2 separate regions of the Mus musculus genome follow, and region 2 is linked to region 1. The links are chromatin contacts, called in public Micro-C maps. All regions are on one chromosome and are shown on one strand. The core of a region is the stretch at or near the end of the contact, and the rest is flanking DNA. Distances in the headings are between cores, read along the strand shown.

Region 1 (3,039 bases), core at 180-2,679:
AAGAAATGGGTTAAGGCTGGGCAATCCCAGCCCTGGGGAAGCAGAGGCAGGCAGATCTCTGTGAGTTTGAGGCCAGCCTGGTCTACAAAGCGAGTTCCAGGATACCCAGGGCTAAACCCTGAGTTGAACTCTGACCCCAACCCACACCCCCCCCAAAAAAAAGACAGGTTATCCTGGGTCTTTAATCCCAGCACTCAGGAAACAGAGTGGAAGGACTTCTTGAGTTCAAGGGCAGCCTCGGCTACATAGCAAGGAGGATATACAGAGAGACCTTGTCTCAAAAAACAAACAAAAATGATGGGGAAAAAAATTATCTAAACTGGAGTCTCACTCGATTCCATGTAATTCTCCTCTGCTATTTATAGGCATCATTGCCTCTTCCTTTCCTGACAGACACCTTTGTCAGGGTGTAGCTTTGTGACAGTCTCAGACCAACTGGACTCCTGGTTAACTGTGGTCGCGTAATTCTGAACAGAGTGGTGCTGAAGATAGTGACGGCAGTAGGGGCAGCAGTTGTTTGAACGCTGATCCGGTGTTTACCATTTGAATCCCCCAAACAACGTAGGAAACATTTAAAATTGAACCTCGGTACCCAGCAGAGACCTTTTCTAAGATACCCCTCACTGTACGAGTCACCTATATGAAAAGGCACATGACTTGTGTAAGGCCTGGGTACAACTTCCCCTGCTTTATCTTGTCAATTCTGAGAGCAGCTCTCACTAAGTAGCCCATACCAGTACTGAATTCATGATTCTCTTTTCGTCTCTTAGAGTGCAGGATTACAGGCGCTCACCACCGGGCTTGGTTCCCATATACTGTAAACCCTGGTTTAGACCTGTCATAGCTGATACTACTGTGCTTTTCAGATAGGTTAACACTGTTGGTTACAGGACAGTCCTTGCTCTGCTCCTGGAGCCATGGATGGCATTTGCTTGAAGTGACTGGCACTTACCAGTTCTTTTTGGTTTGTGGTTCCTGTCTCTGCTATGCACACACACATAAGAACACATCTTATATTTAAATAAAACAACACCTAATCAGAGTCCATATGAGGTGTGTACTGAATTATGACAGTATAAATCGGGGCTCCTAAGCCTCTGCATAGTGACACATGATGTCACAGCTGCTGGACCATTTGTTGTGGTGACTGTCCTAGGCATTATCAGTATCCTTGAGGACAGTGGCCTTGGACGTGTGACAAGGTGACCTCAGGCCTTTATCCTAAACTAAAGAGGGGAGGAGAGGACTCTGGCTGTCTCAGCTTCGGTGTTCTTCCTCTTCCTTTCACTACTGAATGCCGGGGCCAGGGCTGCAGCTTTGTTAATGGAGGGTTAGCCTAGAACGCAGGAAGCCCTGGGTTCCACCCCAGCTTGTTCCTTGTTTCACACTGCCACGGGAAGCTCTGACTGTGACTCTCTCCTTTTTGTCCCTGTTTCTGCATTTCTAGGTTTGCCCGGCTGGCTGCGACTGCATTTATCACCCAGGGTGTTCCTGTATACCTCTTCTCTGATATAACCCCCACCCCCTTTGTGGTAAGTAACCGCTTCCTTTCAAAGTACTTGTCAGAGGGCTGCAGACAATATAGAAGGTCAAGCAGCTCACGGCCAATGCTTAATTCATTGTTTGTACCAATGCGTGCTTAATTTATGGGTCAAGGATATAAAAGACTAACAACAGTAACTAATAATAAAATGGAAGAGTTGTCGCAGTGTCCTGTCAGGAAGTTAAATGAGTGCGGGCCCTGCTGAAAGAGCTAAGACACATCTTCCTGGACCACGGGTCACTGAGACAGAGTAGGGCAAAACCACAGACGAGGGGGATACTGCATGGTACTGAAATGGGACACAAGATGCTGAGTGGCCTGGCATGATAGTAGGGTGATACAGGAGGATGAATGGCTCCAAACAACGTACGGTGGGCATTTCCGTTCTGCCTAATCTTTCTTAAGAACCGTCTCCTGCTCGGTTTAGCCGTACACCGTGTCGCACCTGAAACTCTGCGCAGGCATCATGATCACTGCCTCGCACAATCCAAAGCAGGACAATGGCTATAAGGTAACCCCCCCCCCAGCCTCCCCCAACCCCCACACACGCTCTCTCCTCACACAGTGGAACCCCAGCCCCTCCCAGCCCCCCCCCCAACCCCCACACACGCTCTCTCCTCTCACAGTGGAACCCCAGCCCCTCCCAGCCCCCCCCCAACCCCCACACACGCTCTCTCCTCACACAGTGGAACCCCAGCCCTGTGTTCTTCGGGAGTGGGTGCTCTGCATCCTGAACCTGCTAAATGCATTCCTGGCTTCTCTAGGTCTACTGGGACAACGGAGCTCAGATCATCTCTCCCCACGATCGCGGCATTTCTCAGGCCATTGAGGAAAATCTAGAGCCCTGGCCTCAGGCTTGGGAGGAGTCTTTGGTTGACAGTAGTCCCCTTCTTCACAACCCCAGCGCGTCCATCGGTAATGACTACTTTGAAGACCTTAAAAAATACTGTTTTCACAGGTAACTGGGCCGTGGCTTCACTTCAGCTAATGTGATTCAGCCGAATTCTATCAATGTCTGGGTTTTGATTTGATCCCCTCTGCCTGGTGCATACATGGTTAGCTGCATTTGTATGGGGCGGCAGCAGAGCTGGCCACCTTTTCTTAAAGAAACCGGTAACAAATCCTCACGGCATTGCTGGCTACACAGAGCCTGACTTCATCTCCTCAGATGTGCTATTCTAGTGTACAAGCGGCACAAGTGACCAGTCAGGCAAGCCACACTGAGATGGCTTTATTTACCGAAGCAGGTGGCCAACCCACGGTGGGCTAAGTTTGAAGTGTTGTAAATATATATATATATATATATATATATATATATATATATATATATATATACAGTTGTAGCTGTGTCTATATATATGCTTGTATGGATACAACTATATGTATATATGTGTATTTAAAAAATACTTTCAGGGCTGGGAAGATGGTTCAGTGGGCAAGAGCACTTGCTACCTAAGTGTGGGGACTTGCGTTCTAATCCCCGGTACCCAACTGTG
Region 2 (2,915 bases), core at 124-2,623, 500 kb after region 1:
CTTGTACATAGGCTAAGATCCATGCGAGCACTTATTAAATGAAGTCTAATTTATGATGAAAACTGCAGTCTTCTGCCCTCCAGTTCAGGGCAGAGGAAATAGAAATCAACCTTTAAAAAGCCTGGGTTTCTCTCTTCTCTAGCTTTCCTTTGGGGGCAACCAGCCCTTGCCTTTCAGGTTGAGTGGCACAGCACTCAGAGAGGGCCCCGCTACTCAGGACTCGGTGGGGAGTTTTTCCAGCTTCTTACTGCAAAATCTTCCTTCCTTTCCTCAAGAGAAAAAGAGCTGTTCTCTACAGAAGAAACACAAAAGGGGCCAGCTGGAAGACATGCTAAAGCGAGAACCCTACATACACTCAGATTCTACGGGTGCGCTGCTTGCTGATGTAACGGCCAAGAATCAGAAACCGGAAGTAGAAACGCTGAATGAAAACAAACCATCTGGGCTGAGCTACCGAGGGAGCAAATGTCTAAGACCCTCATTGGCGGCTGCTCAGGCTTCGTGAGCAAGGCAGGAAGCAGACGATTGTGAAGCCTGTGAAGGTTTCTGCTCCCCAAGCTGGTCGGGGGTGGGGGTGGGGGGATGCTAAGGTAGCAGATCACATCCTTAAAGATCTAAAATTAAGATCTAATAAATTAAAGATGAAAAAATCTAAAATAATAACAAATAAAAGGTTGCTTGCCCATCTGGACATAGATCTGATGTCCAGGTGAGATAACGCACGGATGCCATCTCTGTGGAAAAATAATCAACTGCTTTAAAGGAAGCCAAGGGTGGGATCTCGCTTCCTGGACTGGGGTAGAGAAGGGGAATGTGTGAAATACACAAACCAGAGCTGCTGCTGATACCCCAAGGACAGACACGGCTGGAGGACCACCCAGTGTCAGCTCAGAAGAAGGGGGACGGATAAGCTAAACCCAGCCCCCTGGGAATATCAGCATACCAGACAGAGTTTGAGGAAGAACAGTTAAAAGCCATATGGTCGAAACGTCTTTCTTAAAAACTGGCTGGATAAAACCTGCACAAATGAATGGTTATATGTGTGCAAAAGTCCATGGAAAGGGTTAAAAATAAAAACAAAGGCCTGTAAGTATGGTCTCAGCTAATCAACTAAGAACTAAGTAATGCATCTCATATTCACATTCTGTCTCTGTCTCCCCTCCCCCTCCCCCGGCTTTATACTCCATGTGTAACCTGGACTGTCCTTGAACTCATAGTCTTGCTCCCAAGTGCTGGTAATATGCTTAGCTACATGGGTCTCCTCTAAAATAAAAAGAGAGACGGCTCAGCAGTTGAGAGCTGCTGACTGCTCTCCTGAAGAACCTGGGCTCAGTACCCAGCACCTACACTGACACTAACAACCATCTAACTCCAGTCCTAGGGCATCTTATGCCTTTTGGCATCCATGGGCACTCTGCACATGCACAGACATACATGCAGGCACACATACACACATAAAATAGAGATAAATAAATCTCTGGGAAAAAAATAGAAGTTAAAATGGGAATCTGGGGTTTAATGAAGAGCACATTTATTCTTAAGTTTCCTGGAACTCTGAATCTAGACATATTATATGGGAGTATATGTATCCTTGTGTATATGATCATATCACACACTCATGTTTAACATGTATGGTTTCTATCTATGCGTATTTTAGAACTCTCTCTCCATTCCTATCACTTAGCTACACATCATACACACACACACCCTTAAGCTCTTAACAAGTAAGATCTGTCAGTGAAAATGTCAACGGTACCAACCGACTCTACACATTAATCTAGACAATAAGCCTCACCCTAAACAAGAGATTATCTACAAACGCACGCCTCTCCTCTTGTTCCTCGAGATAACTGGCTCAATCACAAGAACAGGCCTGAGAGTGACCAGGGGCTTCTGAGTTTCGTCTGTGAACATCATGGGTTATGGGAAGCAGCAACGTCAGCTACCACTTTGTGTGGAGGCAGGGGAAAGATGCAGCCCTGACCAGATGGCCAAACTGTTCTCCTTCATCTCATGGGTGCAGCCCCCACTGGCGTGCAGCAGTGTGGGGTGCAGACAGACGGCCACAGGTGACCCCTGACCTTTCAAGGTCAACCCTGTCCTGCCGCAGCTCTGGAGGGAGAAGTTTGCTCTCAAGCCCACCACTTCTGGCTTGCTTTTCATTTCTGTTTTCTCCCTTTTCCTCCTGGGTCTACATACATCTCACCCACCACTCCTTCCAGCTTCTTTTGCATGTCTGTTTTCATTTTCCAGTCTCACCCCATCTTCCTTCCTCAGCAGCTTCAGGATCGCCTCCGCACTTGCTCCTTCCCAGTTCCCCCTGGTCTCCGTCTGTTCTTCTTCCTCTCTTCGGGGCCCCTTCCCAGACACTTCTCCTTCTCCCAAATGCAGCTTGTGTAGTTTCAGAATCACTCAGGTTAGCGAGGGCTGATAGGAACAATAGACAGTGGTTTGAGGGGTTTGTTGTTGTTGTTGTTGTTTTGTTTTTGTTTTTTGTTTGTTTTGGTGCTGGGGCGGTGTGTGTGTATGTGTGTGTGTGTGTGTATGGTGGGAGTGTGAGAGCTTCTAGATATTGATGGGTGACTACTAAGAGGCAGTATTCTATCTAGTCCAGCTCTTATGACTGAGTGCCACAGAATAGGTTGTGTGTGTGTGTGTGTGTGTGTGTGTGTACGTACATGCATGTACACAAGGTATGTAGAGGCCAGAGGTTAACCTCTAGTGTTGTTCCTCAGGGGCAATCTTTTCCCCTCCTTATTTATTTCGGAGTGTGTCTGTCTGACTGTCTGTCTGTCTGTCTGTGATATGCATGTATGGGTGTGAGTCTGGGGTTCCTCAATCCATCTCCAGCTGACTGGCACATGGCTCTCAACTGGCCCCAACGCACACCCATAGGACTAGTCTCTCTCACTCGC

What was found. Hi-C and Micro-C count contacts between places; a contact is called where the count stands out from the background.
Region 2: a Micro-C map of the G1E-ER4 cell line shows a contact between it and region 1. The contact joins two enhancer-like sites. A contact is called at or near these places in 1 of 39 promoter capture datasets (pre-B cells) and 1 of 484 Hi-C or Micro-C datasets (the G1E-ER4 cell line).

What each region holds. Positions count from the first base shown.
Region 1 is chr5:64,101,407-64,104,445 of GRCm38.p6, forward strand. It overlaps Pgm2 (phosphoglucomutase 2), which reads left to right. Exons shown (of 14, transcript NM_025700.3): 4 at 1,448-1,532; 5 at 1,971-2,054; 6 at 2,308-2,501. Among named protein-coding and RNA genes, the nearest start is that of Pgm2, 10 kb to the left of the region's middle. Within about 2 kb of position 1,430, at least 74 of the 459 cell types and tissues checked have an H3K27ac peak or open chromatin away from gene starts, as enhancers often do. A contact at or near this core is called in the G1E-ER4 cell line, where this site is marked.
Region 2 is chr5:64,599,723-64,602,637 of GRCm38.p6, forward strand. Gm3716 (predicted gene 3716) reads right to left here. Exons shown (of 4, transcript NR_045078.1): 3 at 2,260-2,427. Among named protein-coding and RNA genes, the nearest start is that of Gm3716, 9.5 kb to the right of the region's middle. Within about 2 kb of position 1,374, at least 122 of the 459 cell types and tissues checked have an H3K27ac peak or open chromatin away from gene starts, as enhancers often do. A contact at or near this core is called in the G1E-ER4 cell line, where this site is marked.